Regions from separate parts of the Ovis aries genome. Here region 2 is linked to region 1. Evidence: chromatin contacts called from public Hi-C data. All regions are on one chromosome and are shown on one strand. The core of a region is the stretch at or near the end of the contact, and the rest is flanking DNA. Distances in the headings are between cores, read along the strand shown.

Region 1 (3,909 bases), core at 1,137-3,636:
TTTGCAACTCCATGAATCGCAGCACGCCAGGCCTCCCTGTCCATCACCATCTCCCGAAGTTCACTCAGACTACCAATAAATAATCAAAAATGAAGTTAAGAAAACATGTATTTATAGTAACATCAAAAATAAAATATTTAGGAATAGTGTAACAAAAGAAGTAAAAGATTTATTTGTGCAATGAAACTTACAAACCATTGTTTAAAGAAATTAAAGAAGGCCTCAGTAAATGGGAAGATTTAGCAGCATTCAGGAATACAAGTCAAAAGCATCAGGAAAATACAAGTCAAAACCTTAGTGAGCTGTCCATTTCATATCCAGTAGGATAGCTATAATTTAAAAGATGAACAATACCAATTATTGTGGAAGATTTGGAGAACTGGTGAAAATGAAATCCTCTTATACTGCTGGTAAGAGCGTAAATCATGCTGCCACTTTGGCAGTTTCTCAAAAGGTTAACATAAAGTTACCACGTGGCCCAGCAGGTTCATTTCTTGGTGTATACCCGAGAAAAGTGAAAACACATTCACACATAAACTTGTACACGGGTGTTCATAGCACCATTATCCATAATAGACGAAAAGTGGAAACAACCCAGTGCTCATCAAATGATAAGCAGATTTTTTTAATGTAGTATATCCATAAAGTGGAATATTATTCAGTCATAAGAAGGAATGGCATACTGACAAATGCTACAACACGGGTGAGCCTTGAGAATGAAAGCCACATACAGAAGGTTGGAGGAATGTGTGAGATGTCCAGAACAGGCAAATCCATAGGGACAGAAAGTCTTGCCTAGAGTGGGAAGACGGGAAATGACTGTTAATGTATATAGAGTTTCATTTTGGAGTCATGAAAATGTTCTGGAGTTAAGTAGTGGTGATCATTTCTACTTTGTGAATATAGTAAAATTACTGAAGAGTACCCTTTAAGATAAGTGAATTTTATGATATATGAATTATATCTCAATAAAAGGATCATTTTTTAAATGTCTTATAAGTTTATCTTTTGGTCACCTTTGGAGATTACTGTGGCATGAACTCATTATTCTGCAAACTGGTAAATTTATGGAAATAATTCTGTATTAACTGATAACAGAATGACCAAATAGCTCACTAGGGAAAGCTTTTTTTTTTTTTTTTAATGGTAGTTTTTCTAAAAACTGTAACTAATTAATGGTAGAACACCACTAATTTGCTGTATCTACTGGAAAAATTAATGATAGTCATTGGCCACTAATGAGGGAACTTGATGGTGAATGGATCAGGATGGTAATCCTTCTGATCCATCTTAACATTACTCAAAGACATTATGTGTCTCCTGCCTTCAGCCTGTTGAATCAAACAAGGGAGTTTTCCTTCTGCAGGCCCTCATTCAGTCTGTAAAACAGTCCTCTATGGTTTTGATAAAGTGTGCCTCCTCAGGCTTCCCCTTTCCTCTCCAGGCAGTCCTGTTTTAACTTTACTGCCTCTGGCAGTCTTTGTCAGAAAGTTTGGTTTAGGGCAAGATGAAGTTTGTGTATTGATTTTTCTTTTCGTTTTATGCTTTTGTGTGATTCTTTAAAAAAAACAACCACCAACTTTTAATTTTATATTGGTGTGTAACCTGCTAACAATTTTGTGGTAGTTTCAGGAGCACAACAGAGCGACTCAGCCATGCATATACATGTATCTATTCTCCCCCAAACTCCCTTCCCATCGAGGCTGCAGCATAACATTGAGCAGAGTCCCCTGTGCTACACAGTAGGTCCTTTTTGGTTGTTACTTTTAAATATAGCAGTGTGTACCTGTCCATCTCAAGGTGATAGGGTCATGGATGACTTTACTAAGTCATCTTCAACCTAAGGAGTCTTTGGGAACCAAGTCCATAGACTAGGTGAGAGGTAAGACCTGAGCTAGGTCAGAGGGGATGTCAGTAGAGTACCAGGACAGAGTGACTTGTTTGGAGATATCAGGGATTTCATTAATGTTTGTTAACTGTGGAATGGATGTAAGTGAGCTTGTCCAATTTTAGAGTTTCATTGCAATTAAGGTATGAATTGTGCCGGTGTATCTGTGGTCCATTTCAAGAGTTACCGCACATAAATTGAGTCAGTCATGTGCTTCTGGAGGAGAGGTTACACACTGGTGGCTGATATGTCAAATCTGGCCCACAACTGTGTTTTATTTGGCTCCCGCAATACGGTTTTTTTTTTTTTCTTTAATTTATTGCCAACATTTCAAAATAGAATTCACATAAAACTTAGGGTTTCTGGCTTCTGTTGAAAAAGCAGAAGATCTGGCAACACCGGGCTTACATTTTCCTCAGGGCATTAGCTTCAGCTTCAGCTTAATAGTGCCTGCCTTAGACCCAGTCCTCTGCCGCCTGTGTAACTCACTGCCTTTGTGGGCGTTTGAGTGTGTGATCCTTACTGCAGTAGTTTCGGGAAGCTGTTTTCTAAATCCTACATTGTTACTGTCAGCTACCTTTCTTCTTACATTGCTATTTTAACACACTGTATAACTCCTGTCTAATTAGAATATGAGCTCTGTGTTAGCAGTAAGTGTGTGTCTTCTATTTCTGGATATTCTCCATGGTGCTAGTATACGGCCTTACATACTTAGGAAAGTCAGTACATATTTATACATCTCTACTCAGATTTGGCAAGGTAATTGAGGAAGCCCAATATCCCTGGTATAGGGCTTCCCTTGTGGCTCAGCTGGTAAAGAATCTGCCTGCAATGCAGGAGGCCTGGATTCGATCCCTGGGCTGGGAAGATCCCCTGGAGAAGGAAAAGGCTACCCACTGCAGTATTCTGGCCTGGAGAATTTCATGGACTATATAGTTGATGGGGTTGCTATAAAGAGTCAGACACGTCTGAGTCAGACATGACTGACCGACTTTCACCTTCAATGTCCCTGGTGGCTCAGATGGTAAGGAGTCCGCCTGCAGTGCAGGAGACCTGGGTTGATCCCTGGGTTGGGAAGTCCCTTGGAAGAGGGCATGGCAACCCACTCCAGTATTCTTGTCTGGAGAATCCCCATGGTTAGGAAAGCCTGGTGGGCTACAGTCCATGGAGTCCCAAAGAGTCAGACACTACTGAGCAACTAAGCACAGCACAATATGCCTTGATACTCAAGACATTTTTATGACATAGGAAACTGTCTTGATACATTGGTTGGGAAGCAGATTAGTATTTTATTGGCCATATTAATAATGTGGATCCATTGAGTTAGATCTGATAAGTATTTTCTCATAGGTAAATGATTGTAGAAAATAAAAGGAAAGAGCTAAGCTCTTTCTTGGGATATTCATCAGAAATGATGTAGAAAAATGAATTTATTGGTTTTGTTTTTTTAAAAATGGTTACTTGATGATACAGGTACAAAGAGATAATGCAACAGTTGGTGGTTGTAAAGAAGTACAGGAAAAAGCTGTGTTATGTACATGTGGTTGGATTGTTGAGCTCAGTTTAAGAGGAAGTCCTTCATAGTAATGAAGTAATTGCTATAAAGTTATTGAAAATTGTCTTATTTTATGAACACAACTCTATCTTCTTTAGCCACACACTAGGCAATCGGGTAATGGTTTTGAACATTGTAAATGTCTGAACATTGTAAATGTTGGTTTCATGCCATGAATATTTCTTAACTTGTACTGTGTATTTTTACACAGGTGAGAAATTCATCCACGCTTCTCTTCAGTACCTTGATCACAAGAATATTTGGAGTTAAAAGGGGAAAGGATGAACTTTCCAAAAAAAATAGGTAAGCTTCATCTAATGCTAACTTTATTTTTTACAAAATATCATTCTGGCCAAAAATAATTTTTAGAATTTTGCTTACTTTTATAGATTGATCTAGAGCATAAAACTATAAAAATACTATAGTAAATGAACCTATGCTGCCAAATGTTAAGCCCCTAGGCAAA
Region 2 (3,636 bases), core at 1,089-3,588, 570 kb after region 1:
CTACATCTGTGTCTCTGTTTTCTAAAGTAAGCCTCCTTCCAGAGTACAAGATCACCTCCTCGGTGCTTCTGCCCCCACGCCCAAATATCCCTCCACTTCTCCCTAGTCCCCCAGCCCAGGGAAGCAGGAGGCTTACAACCCAGGCGACGCCTGAGCCTGCCCCAGAGGCTCCCCAGACAGAGGTGACCGGGAGGCTTGCTCGCCACTAAGGGGCCGCCACCAGCTGAGGAGTGAATTTAACTCAAGAAGGAGTTTCAAATCCCAGGGTGACCAGAAGGAGGGACAGAAGGAGAAACAGGAGGAAGCGGAGGGTCTGAGGGCAGGAGCCGAGGGAACACACACAGACAGGGCATGAGGATGGGGCAGGGAGGCCTGCTCTGAGAACAGGACATTCGTTCCACGGAGACAGAGCTCAAAAGGGAAACACTGATTTTTCAGATGTCTTCCCACTGTCCTGCCCTCACGTGTATCCAATCTGAATTCAGTTACTGGAAACCAGAGTCCAGACTAACTGACATCCTTCCGCTTCTCGCCTTCCTCCTCCGTGCACACACCCCGGCCAAGACAAAGAGCAGGCCCTGAAGCCAAGTTCGCTCAGGTCACAGGGAGACAAAGGGATGACCGCAAATGCCACCTGGCCAGAGAAACCATGAGACAAATGGACAGCTTCCCCTGACCACCCCAGTTCACAGCCAGGACGTGGACGCCAAACAAAATCACCATTGGAACAGCCCAGGTTCGCAAAAACAAGCCTTAGGGCAAAGCACAGTTGTCCATTTCTCTATGTTTACGTGAATATCAGCTGACTTATCGTTTGGCAGGCACCAGAGATTTAATGAAGACTTACTGGAGGGAAACTGAAGAGGGAAGAACTCCAAACTGTTTACCTAATATTTTCCTGCAGATCTGGACAAGGCAGCCAAGATTTGGTGTGAGCGGTGAGAAGACACCTGCTTCAGGTGGTGAGTGAGAAGGTTCTTCAGGCAGGCAGTCTTGGAACCACTGTCCTCATACGCCATTACTATTGCTGGGACACTTGGGTATGACATGAAAGGCATCTGCCATCAGGCCCACCCCCTCCATGCCAACTGGCCATGGGCATCCTGGAGACTTCCCAGCGGTGGGAGGGGTCTACATGGAGTCTTCTGGACTCTCCAGCCCAACCCAGACTGGTTCACTGGCTGACCAAGGTCAGAGTGACAAACACTGGGAGGAGATTGAGGACCAGAGTCCACCAGGTCCTTCCCCAGCCCAAAGCACCTCTTTTTCCTTCTGGCAGACCCCAAGCACTCAGTGGTGCTGAGGGCCCCTGACCCCCACTCTGGTGACCCCCACCCTCATGGAGACATGGCCCTCCCAACCTCCCCACCCCACTGGTTGGCGCCTTTCCCCAGAGACCTGCTCGTGCAGCAGGCAAAGGCTTCTCAAGCTCCCTCATTCCTGACAGCGGCCCCCAAACAAGCCCGCAGAGCATCCTTTTCATGCTGAAGGCTTTCTGCCAATACTGGAGGGAAACAGAGTGGGAATGATAAAATTTACAGCCGCGGGAAGGGATGCCTGGGCCTTCCTCCACAGTTTATAGTTAAGAGTCCTCGGCCGGCAAGCGGTAATGTTCCTTTTGCCCTGAAGCCAGTCATCCTCCCTTTTAACCTTCGCCCCCCTCTCCTTCTTCCTCAAGCCTCCTCCTCCAGGCGTCTTAACTGCCAACAACTCACTTTCCCAACTTTGATTTATCTCCACCAGAGGGAATGCAAAGTTAGATCCAGCCCCACCCCCAAGGCCTTTTCAAAAAGGAACCCAAACACACCCAGCAGAACTCAGATTCAGAGGTAAACACTCAGAGCCACTCAGTCCAAGACAGGGGCACAAAGACACGCAGCCACATGCTTGGAGATAAAGCGTTTGTCCACGCCCGTGCCCTGCACTCCCTCACACTCAGGACAGACCCACAGACACAGTCAGACATAGACACCAGAAGTCTGCCTTGCCTTGCGAGCATTTGGAATATCTTTTGAGGAAAAATATTTTGCTCCAAAGAAGGGCTCCTACAGGGCTTTTTTTTTTTTTTTCCCCAGAGCGGCTGGATAAATTGCTTTTGTGCAAAAATAAACACAAGTGAACTGCATTAGCTGAGCGAGTGACACATTAGTTACAGATGCGGGGCCTGTCAGAACATTGAGGGAACAGCTTTTATTGGGGAAGGGCTGAGAGACTCATAAAGAACCGGTTGGCAATCTCACATAAACATTTGCGCATTCATATAAACAACGCCTACCACAAGCACTGGCCTGGCTGCCAGCAAGGCCTGGAACAGCCCTCTCCCCTGTCCTCAGAGTAAAAGCCAGCAGGAAGACAGGGGAAGGGTCACGAGCACCTTCCCTCCCATAGTCCCAGCTCCTGGACTCAGTGCTTGCACCCTAGGGGGGGCAGGGAGGGATGCCAGCTCCATCCTAAATGCCTCCAGAGACGGAGGGTCGAGGTCCAGCCACAGCAGACAACAGCTCTGCTTTCCTCCCTCTACACAGAATAGAACGGAACAGGGGATGTTATTTCAACTGCCTTATTAAGTAAAATAAGAAAAAAAATAAGATTTAGAAAAGGCAGAGGAACCAGAGATCAAATTGCCAACATCTGCTGGATCACCGAAAAAGCAAGAGAGTTCCAGAAAAACATCTACTTCTGCTTTATTGACTATGCCAAAGCCTTTGACTCTGTGGATCACAACTGTGGAAAATTCTTAAAGGGATGGGAATACCAGACCACCTGACCTGCCTCCTGAGAAATCTGTATGCAGGCCAAGAAACAACAGTTAGAACTGGACATGGAACAACAGACTGGTTCCAAATAGGAAAAGGAGTACCTCAAGGCTGTATATTGTCACTCTGCTTATTTAACTTATACGCAGAGTACCTCATGCGAAATGCTGGGCTGAATGAAGCACAAGCTAGAATCAAGATTGCCAGGAGAAATATCAATAACCTCAGATATACAGATGACACCACCCTTATGGCAGAAAGCGAAGAACTGAAGAGCTTCTTGATGAAAGTGAAAGAGGAGAGTGAAAAAGTTGGCTTAAAACTCAACATTCAGAAAACTAAGATCATGGCATCTGGTCCCATCACTTCATGGCAAATAAATGGGGAAACAATGGAAACAGTGAGAGACTTTATTTTGGGGGGCTCCAAAATCACTGCAGATGGTGATTGCAGCCATGAAATTAAAAGATGCTTGCTCCTTGGAAGAAAAGCTATGACCAACCTAGACAGCATATTAAAAAACAGAGACATTACCTTGCCAACAAAAGTGCATCTAGTCAAAGGTATGGTTTTTCCAGTAGCCATGTATGGATGTGAGAGTTGGACCATAAAGAAAGCTGAGCACTGAAAAATTGATGCTTTTGAACTGTGGTGTTGGAGAAGACTCTTTAGAGTCCCTTGGACTGCAAGATCCAACCAGTCCATCCTAAAGGAAATCAGTCCTGAATATTGACTGGAAGGACTGATGCTGAAGCTGAAGCTCCAATACTTTGGCCACCTGATGTGAAGAACTGACTCATTTGAAAAGACCCTGATGCTGGGAAAGATTGAAGGCAGGAGGAGAAGGGGACGACAGAGGATGAGATGGTTGGATGGCATC

Evidence for each region. A called contact is a pair of places that touch in the nucleus more often than the background predicts.
Region 2: a contact with region 1 is called in a Hi-C map of tail adipose tissue, with 3 times the contacts expected there. The contact joins two enhancer-like sites. A contact is called at or near these places in 4 of 16 Hi-C or Micro-C datasets (hypothalamus, muscle, omental adipose tissue and 1 more).

What each region holds. Positions count from the first base shown.
Region 1 is chr3:80,743,420-80,747,328 of ARS-UI_Ramb_v3.0, forward strand. THADA (THADA armadillo repeat containing) reads left to right here. Exons shown (of 38, transcript XM_060412225.1): 26 at 3,655-3,746. Among named protein-coding and RNA genes, the nearest start is that of THADA, 92 kb to the left of the region's middle. Within about 2 kb of position 2,387, at least 12 of the 54 cell types and tissues checked have an H3K27ac peak or open chromatin away from gene starts, as enhancers often do. A contact at or near this core is called in tail adipose tissue, where this site is marked.
Region 2 is chr3:81,316,718-81,320,353 of ARS-UI_Ramb_v3.0, forward strand. No RefSeq gene overlaps it. Among named protein-coding and RNA genes, the nearest start is that of TRNAI-UAU, 32 kb to the right of the region's middle. Within about 2 kb of position 2,339, at least 13 of the 54 cell types and tissues checked have an H3K27ac peak or open chromatin away from gene starts, as enhancers often do. A contact at or near this core is called in tail adipose tissue, where this site is marked.